Linked DNA regions of Mus musculus: region 1 is linked to region 2. Evidence: chromatin contacts called from public Hi-C data. All regions are on one chromosome and are shown on one strand. The core of a region is the stretch at or near the end of the contact, and the rest is flanking DNA. Distances in the headings are between cores, read along the strand shown. Region 1 has its middle 44 kb from the start of Mir6420. Region 2 has its middle 28 kb from the start of Gm34858.

Evidence for each region. A called contact is a pair of places that touch in the nucleus more often than the background predicts.
Region 1: a contact with region 2 is called in a Hi-C map of uterus, with 3 times the contacts expected there. The contact joins two enhancer-like sites. A contact is called at or near these places in 5 of 39 promoter capture datasets (the C10 cell line, HPC-7-derived erythroid cells, hippocampal neurons and 1 more), 3 of 15 datasets of contacts at CTCF or cohesin (embryonic stem cells, pro-B cells and stem cell-derived epiblast-like cells), 12 of 484 Hi-C or Micro-C datasets (8-cell embryo, CD4 single positive thymocytes, the G1E-ER4 cell line and 9 more) and 1 of 115 datasets of contacts at active chromatin or transcription factors (embryonic stem cells).

The regions. Positions count from the first base shown.
Region 1 is chr17:64,394,678-64,399,190 of GRCm38.p6, forward strand. No RefSeq gene overlaps it. Among named protein-coding and RNA genes, the nearest start is that of Mir6420, 44 kb to the right of the region's middle. Within about 2 kb of position 2,739, at least 20 of the 459 cell types and tissues checked have an H3K27ac peak or open chromatin away from gene starts, as enhancers often do. A contact at or near this core is called in nephron progenitors and uterus, where this site is marked.
Region 2 is chr17:64,240,080-64,244,516 of GRCm38.p6, forward strand. No RefSeq gene overlaps it. Among named protein-coding and RNA genes, the nearest start is that of Gm34858, 28 kb to the right of the region's middle. Within about 2 kb of position 2,007, at least 44 of the 459 cell types and tissues checked have an H3K27ac peak or open chromatin away from gene starts, as enhancers often do. A contact at or near this core is called in nephron progenitors and uterus, where this site is marked.

The DNA of each region.
Region 1 (4,513 bases), core at 1,489-3,988, 160 kb after region 2:
GACGACAACAAAACAGTTATAAGAATGTTCTTCACATCAGTATCTAAAATATTCTAAAATTAGCAAAAAATGTAACCGTTCCTTCACTGACGGGCAAACTGAGAAAGTAATAAGAGTTTACATTCATAGCAGAGTTCTGTGCCACTATTAACACTGATGTAACAGAGTATTTGAAGGCATTTAAAGTACTTTGTTTAAAATTTTAATGAACTTCATTATAAAAACCTTGGAAATGAAAAAAAAAAACATTTTGCATTGAAATTTCTGTAGAGCTCCACAGCTTCTGGATGCCCACCCTAACTGAGCAGTGGTTCATAGAGAGGTATAGACTTTGGCTCTGGTTAGTGTTTTGGTGACTTTAAAAATAGTTTTCATATATTCAACAATATTGTGCAATCACATAACAAAAACTCTCAGAATAATATTAAGTAAAAAGCAAATTGTGAGTTGTAAATCATATAAGTCACAAAGTTTACTTTTGATTTTATGTGACATGAAAACATCTGACTGGGAGTATCTCTGTGAACATCATGATGTGGGCTGAATATTACTGTGCCCTGCATTGTGTGTTGAAGATTTAGCTTCTGATAAAATGATGCTATCCAGAGGTGGGACTTTAGCTGATGACTAGGGTTAGTCGATGAAGTCATGGAAGTGGGGTCTTCATGGTGGGATTAATGTTCATAAGAAGGTTCATAGAGAGGGCTTCTGTGTGTGTCTCTCTGTCTCTCTCTGTCTTTTCACTGTCTTTACCTGATTCTCTCCCTTCACTTTCTCTGTCTTCTCTCTGTCTCTCTGTCTCTGCCTCTGTCTCTGACTTTCTCTCTGTCTCTGTCTCTGTCTCTGTCTCTCTCTCTCTCTCTCTCTCTCTCTCTCTCTCTCTCTCTCTCTCTCTCTCTGCCTCCATCTGGGTCTGGGTCTGCCTCTCCCCTTCCATCCATCTCCTCACACATGCACGCTCGCTCTGGCTTGATTTGGGGAATCCTGGTTCTAGAACTGTGGAAGGCATCTCCAATTAGTCCCTCAGTCTGTGGTATGATGTTTCAGCTACCTAAACAAACCAATAAAACAATGTTTACTCTTTTGTTATTTAAGCCTGGTCTCTAAATATTCTCTGACAGACATATTGCATTCAGAACGTGAGAATGTACAGTGAGCATAGTTGAGGACGTTCGACTATGATATCAGAAAAACTACAGTATATGGATGATTCTGTGAGAAAGCCACCATTCGTTAAAGCAGTCATGTAAATCTTGCCTATGGTTACCTCAATGGATTATTAATTTTCTCTATACACTATTTGACCCATGGTTAAATTTAACAAGATAGAGTGAATACTTCATAGTGTGGAATGTCTAAGGTTGATAAGGCTTCTGAAGATGATACTGACAAGCAGGTTTGCTTGTCCCTACCTGACTGTAATTACTATTGGAAAACATGGACCATCTTATTATATGTCCAGTTATAGTGAATAATCAGCACTCTGCCTTAGAATTGCATGCATAATAATGAAGGCATTGTATTGCACTTTCTTGCCCAAGACGTTTTATAATTATCTATGTGTCCCCTTTCTGCTTTCAAATTTCTGAGAAAGAACTTTAAGCTTAAAGTAGCTTTTCTAAGGTTACAGTCCCGTCTAACTATACCAGAAGTGATGTTCTATGTCATGACAGTACGTGATGATTAACATATACATGTGCGTGCGTGTACAAATATCCACACGCCTCTTGTCACCTTAAGTCTCCTGGGCTCAACATTCCCAGGGGCGTGTTGGTGACATGAAGAATAGAGAGGAGGGCTTCATGTTTCATGGTGGGATTGGGAAATGCGGGGCTGTCACCTGCAGGCTGAGAAGCATGCGCCGCAGAGTGTCTCTCTCTTCAGAGACAGAAAGTCACAGGGTCTACGGAACATTCAAAATGCCTGACCCTCTGATGTCTGTTTATCACCCAAACTACCCGATGTCTTCGGACACGCTCCTTACATTGGATATAGTATATAAGCATATATAATGATATACTTATAATCACAGGCCACCACCTTGCCAGAGTGGTGGAAGCCAGACAATTTGCATTCCCAGAATTCCTACACTAAGGTGCAGGTGCATGACTTCACTTCCTCTGACTACACTGTCCTTGGGAGACAGACTTAAGGGAGCACAGCAGGAGGCAATGCAACTAAGGATGTCAGTCTTTTGATGAGCCAGGTTTACTATCTCTTGATGAGTTCCTTTCCTGGGGGACAGAGTGATAATGTTTCTGCCACCCAGTCTCAAATCGTTTCCTACCACAAACTAGCACCCACAGTGTCTGCTAGAGGAGCCAACTGCTCAGGTTTACAGATAATAGTTACTATTAGTTCTGTTCCCCTTCGGATTTTCAAAAAAGAAGAGAGAGAGAGAGAGAGAGAGAGAGAGAGAGAGAGAGAGAGAGAGGAGCAGGAGGAGGAGCAGGAGGAGGAGGAGGGAGAGAGAGGGAGGGAGGGGGAGAGAGAGGAGAGAGAGAGAAGGAGGGAGGGGGAAGAAGGGAGGGGGAGGGAGGGAGGGGGAGAGAGAGGAGAGAGAGAGAAGGAGGGAGGGGGAAGAAGGGAGGGGGAGGGAGGGAGGGGGAGAGAGAGGAGAGAGAGAAGGAGGGAGGGGGGAAGAAGGGAGGGGGAGGGAGGGAGAGGGAGAGAGAGAGAGAGAGAGAGAGAGAGAGAGGGAGAGAGGGAGGGAGTTTATTGTGAAATTCTGTAGTTACAATGTTACAATCAAGAAGTCTTACCAATCTACCAATGCGGTAAGAGCTCTTCCTCCTCAGAACAAAACAAAGCGTAACCTATGAAACCTCAGGGCCGCTCTTTCACCTGGGTGGCCACCCTCCTATTTAGAGACACTGAAGGGGGAAATGTCATGTGGACCAGTGCTGCTTGTTCACTTCCAGAGCTCCAGTGATGGAAAAGAAAAGAACTCTCCATACAAACAATGGCTCTGCTCTGAAGTTATCAGCAAAATTCATTCTTCCTGTTTCCTTAGTTTCACATAACTGGAGGATTCAGGCGGAACCCAGGAAGCAGCCGCTTTCCTTACTAACACGCGTTTGATCTTTGCAAATCCTTGACACTCACTTACTGGGTCCTTAACTACATCCTTCCCATGTGGAAACGTCCCGAACATCTACTTCATGCTGCGTGTGAGGCTGACTTTCACAAAAGCTCAGAAAGCAGCCGAAGCACCGCCTCACCATGAATACCAGCAAGGGAGTGTTTTTATGAGCTTTCTTGACAAGTGCCTGTTCAGGATGAGAGAAGGAAGGCCAAGATACATTTTCACTTTCAGGGATAATAGAGAAGCATCAGGCTCGAATGGCTGGAATTGGAACTTAAAGAGATTATGACTGCAATAATAACCATTGCGTCATATATCATGCTGTTTATATCCTCAAAGTAACTTTTATTTTTCACTTGATAGAATACTATGCCACCATAAACATTTATATGTTATGAAAGTTATTATTTTTTTTAGCTTAAATTTATTGGACAGTTAGTATATGCCAGCGCTAAGGCTTTGCATCCTGTACTCATTAATTACTCTTGACGGCAGGAGCCGATATTGTCAACTGTATTTAGAGATGAAGTGATTCCTAGGGAGGTTAATTAATTGTCCAAGGAAATACAACTACTAAATCACAGAGGTGGAACCTGATCCCAGGCTAAACATGAAAATCCCTTCAGTGAATTATGAAGGCCATGAGTCATCTTGCTAACAGTTTTATGTGAAGAGTCAAAGGAACAAAAAGGACGCTTATATAACGAAGCAGCTCTATGAAAACCGTGCATGCGTATGTGTGTGTGTGTGTGTATGTGTGCGTGTGTGCATGTGTGCAGACAAAAGCTTGAAAGGGAACAGTTCACATGCTTCTTGCTTTTGTGTCCAAGAAGACAACCAGGTGATTGGGAGGAAATCTGGAGGGAAGATGAGATGGGTGGATCGGGTGTGCATGTATGTACATGTACATGCAATCATTTTAAACAAGTTAGGAAACTTTAAGTGTATTCACTAAACACAGTGTCAGAATATTGGCTCTGTTCTCTACATCATCAGACAGTGGGGATCTCCCTGACCCAGTTGTAATAAATCTCTTTGTTTTTTTTTTGTAATAAAAAGAGAGATGTGGTAACAAATACAATAGAATAACAGAGTCCAGATTTCAGTCACCCCAGAAGTACAGAGCAAAGGCTGGGGAAATAGGAAGTTAGTCCTTCCTCCTTCGACTTCAGGGCTGGGTCCTCCTGCCTTCAGTGCTGGGTCCTCAGGCCTCCACGGGGCAGGTCTGACTGAGTCCTTAAGGGCATTGTAGAAACAGCATTAAAAGATCATGATCTGAAGTCATGGCAGGAAAGGCAACAGTTTACTCGGTCCAGGAAGGAAGCACCTGGAATCCTACAGATTATCTTCTTCCATGAGTTTCGAAATTAACAGGCTCTTTTGGAAGACGATTGCTTTGGGAATCTCCACTTGTGAGACACGCCAAAC
Region 2 (4,437 bases), core at 757-3,256:
GAGGGACAGTATGCACTGAGGGACAGTATACACTGAGGGACAGTATGCACTGGGGGACAGTATGCACTGGGGGACAGTATACACTGGGGGACAGTATACACTGGGGGACAGTATGCACTGAGGGACAGTGTGCACTGAGGGACAGTATGCACTGAGGGACAGAATATACTGAGGGACAGTATGCACTGAGGGACAGAATATACTGAGGGACAGTATGCACTGAGGGACAGAATATACTGAGGGACAGTATGCACTGAGGGACAGTATGCACTGAGGGACAGTAAGCACTGAGGGACAGTATGCACTGAGGGACAGTATACACTGAGGGACAGTATGCACTGGGGGACAGTATGCACTGGGGGACAGTATACACTGGGGGACAGTATACACTGGGGGACAGTATGCACTGAGGGACAGTGTGCACTGAGGGACAGTATGCACTGAGGGACAGTATACACTGAGGGACAGTATGCACTGAGGGACAGTATGCACTGAGGGACAGTATGCACTGAGGGACAGTATGCACTGAGGGACAGTATACACTGAGGGGCAGTATACACTGAGGGACAGTATGCACTGAGGGACAGTATACACTGAGGGACAGTATGCACTGAGGGACAGTATGCACTGAGGGACAGTATGCACTGAGGGACAGTATACACTGAGGGACAGTATACACTGAGGGACAGTATACACTGAGGGACAGTATGCACTGAGGGACAGTATGCACTGAGGGACAGTATACACTGAGGGACAGTATACACTGAGGGACAGTATACACTGAGGGACAGTATGCACTGAGGGACAGTATGCACTGAGGGACAGTATACACTGAGGGACAGTATACACTGAGGGACAGTAAGCACTGAGGGACAGTAAGCACTGAGGGACAGTAAGCACTGAGGGACAGTAAGCACTGAGGGGCAGTATAGACTGAGGGACAGTATGCACTGAGGGACAGTGTGCACTGAGGGACAGTCTGTCCGTTACTTCTCTGTTACTGTGATAAAACATTATGATCCAGACACCTTACAGTAGGCAAGGCAGCTGCATCAGCAAGCTCAAAGCTCAAAGCCTGAATCCTAAGCAGGAAGTACTGGAAGTACAGAGACTTTTTACTCTCAAAGCCTGCCCTGCTGATGATACACTTCCTCCGGGAAGGCTGCACCACCTACATCTCCAAATAGTTTGCAGCATGGGTACTAATTATTCAGATACCAAGACTAAGGTAGATGTTCCTCATCCCACCCACTTAGGGGGCCCTGAGGGCCTGTATCTTTCCCGATTAAGCAAATCCTAGATTATCTGCATTGAGAATTCCAACTTCATTTGTGTATAGGTAGGTTCCAGGATACCCACACCCCCTCCCACTCCCACCTTGAGGATTAAAACCATGACTTTGCACGTGCTAACAGGCACTCTTCCCTGAGCTACATCCCAAGATCTCCAGACCGACTTTTAACACACACACACACACACACACACACACACACACACACACACACACACATAAAGTCTACTGTTGTATATCATGTCGAATCCATAAAGCAATGTGACCCCACTCTGATGTTATTTGCAGATATCAAAGAACACAATGTTCTGGAATGACCAGTTACATGCGTCACTGAATTCCAATAGAAACTTTTCTCTTGAAAACAGAATGTGATGTCTAATGTAACACACAGCCATCCCAGACATGGAACAGTGTTGCCTGAAACACTTGAGTCCATTCATACCAGCACTGTTGGTGTGACTAAGTAACTGATGTCCTTACTAGAAAGATAGAGAGAACTCCGTACACGGCACACAGCATCGGAGACTTTCCCTGTCATTCAGCGGGATTTGACATGGATGTCCAACACATTGTCACCATGGAAATGTTTGGTCCCCACCATGACTAGGGGCTTATTCCCAGGACCTAGGGAGTGCTGTCCAGGCCTGCTGGCGTTCCTGTGTGCTGAGTGTGCGCCTTCTCTCTTCTCTGTGAGATCCATTTATGGATAATTCCCAGCTTCTGTTTATGCATTTGGCCAACATTCACTTTGTGACAGAATCATTGCTCGATGCTGGGAACACTCCATGCTCCATCATCCTGACGGGTGGCATATGCTTTTGGCTCGGGTCTCTGTTGATCCTCTTAAAAGCATAGAATTCTGAGTATGGTTCAAACTAATTTATGCCTCTGTAAATGTCTTGCTTTGAGAAGCTGCTTGTTTTTTTAAACAATTAAAGGTGGAGCAAATGTAATCGATCTTTAGAGGAAAGAAGTCCCTGGGCTAATGAAAATCAAACGGATAATGTGAATGTGGAAATGACTTCCAGAAACGCTTATGGTACTTTATCATAATATTAGTCACAGACCTCAGAGGACATTAAGAAAATGTTACACACATATTAGAGCACAGGGAGGCTTTTCTCAGCTGTGTAACTTCAGATGCAGATGAGCTGCCATTTCTCTTAGATTTATTTAATGGCTCCACTGCTCAGTGTCCTTCTTAATGGTGCTGCTGAGTTTGACAAGGTAACCAGAGACAGTCCTCGGGCCTAGATCTCAGCAACAGGCCAAAGGCCAGGCTGAAGTCATTTTTCATCTTGCTTGGAATTTTCTCCAGCAGGGATCCAAATCGTTCGCTCGGCATTGCCTCCTCTCTCTCCTGTATGGCCAACCCGTGTCTTGAGCAAATGACTCCTTTTCAATGCTCAGGGCTCTTCCAAATTCAAATCTAAGAGTCCCTCCACCTTCTTCTCACAGCTGGATTTCTCACACTTGAAGCCTTCGGTTCTTTGCCTCTCAATCGGTCCCTCAGGCCCAAAGCAGCCTGTGATGAGGCTCCACGGCTCCACATGCCCCTCGTTTTTAAATCTAATGCCTGTTTCCACACCTCTGTCTCCCCTGAAGTCCCAGCAACATTTGCTGCCGTTGCCTTCTCCCTTGTACTTCCGATTCTACCAGGACGGTGCAGAATCGAGCAGAGGAAGTGGTTTCCTGAGACACAGTGTGAGAGGGTAAAGGTGAGAGGCACCACGGAGGTAGGAGCCAGGGCGGAGGATGGACTCCGGATTCAGGGTGGAGGATGGACTCCGGAGCCAGGGCAGAGGACAGATTCAAAGGCATAAAGCAGCTTGCTCACAATTCTGCCCAGAATGAGGCCAAGGCTGCTTGCTGCAGGAAGGACGGGACTAGATTTGAAGCTCCTTGCTGGCCCCGACCTGTCTCAAATTCCTCTATCCGTCAGAACAGCTTCCAGGCAACAGATGAAAATGCACACACTGTGCAGCTTTCTAGATTTCTGAAAAAAAAAATATCTCTGGCATAATCTGCTAACTCAGAAGCAAGCTATGTTGGACTGAGGGGTCAACACCAGGTATCTTCTGCTCTCATTTTCCTTTTGGAACAAGGTCTCTTCACAGGACCTGGAGCCTGAAGCTCACTGATGCGCTAGAGAAGTGACTCACAACCTTCCTAATGCCGTGACCCTTTGATACAGTGTGGTGACCCGCAACCAAAAAAATTATTTCTGCTGCTCCTTCATAGCTGTAATTGGCTGTTGTTATAAATCGTAATGTGAATTTTTTGGAGGTTTGCCAAAGGGGTGGCAACCCACAGGTTGAGAACCACTTCTGTAGACGGACTAGCAGAGGTGATACTTCTGTCTCTGCTCTGCTGGGATTGCAGGCATGAGCTACCAAGCCCGACTTTTTATGTGGGTTCAAGACATCCAACCAAGCTTGGGTCCTTTTGCTTGTGGAGCAAGAACTTCACTGGGTAGACTCTGAGCTGTCTTCTAGTCCCACAAGTGACTGAACCAGTGGGATGAGGCAGGCTAGCTAGCGTTTGTGTTTTCCCTTCCCTTCATCTGGGAAGGAGATCTAAGATCTCCTCACCACCACACCACTGGAATTGTATGTAAGTGATCAGAACCTCTGGTGTAAAGGGGTACCCTTGCCTTGCCCTTGCCTTGTCTTTGTGGGTTTTTTTGTACTGGGATATGGGAGCCATAGCTTCAGTGGTACCCTCAGAGCAAAGCCATGGATGTACTTGCTTCATAGTGGTCTGTTTTTATTTACTGGACAGCGCCTCTGGCATGTGGACAGACAAGAAGGATGAGGCCACAGACAATGCTCTGTAGTCTCCAGCCTGCTTTCTCCTTGGCACTGTAGGAAGCCATTCTGTGTTTGACCTTTCCTGCCAATGTACAGAATGCTGTCCTTGGACAGATATGTCCGATGAGAGAGCATTTCTTATATGTGGTGGTGCTTAATCAATGTTTTGGTTGAACCTCCAACCTGTTCTCACTTTGCTAAATTTCCGTTTTCTCTTCTTGGTCTGCTCCCAGGGTTACCCCCCATGCACCAGTGCATTCCCTGAGAGTGGGAGCCGTCTACCTGTCCATCTTCAATGCCCTTGAAGACTTCCCTTCTCCATCTATGGCAACC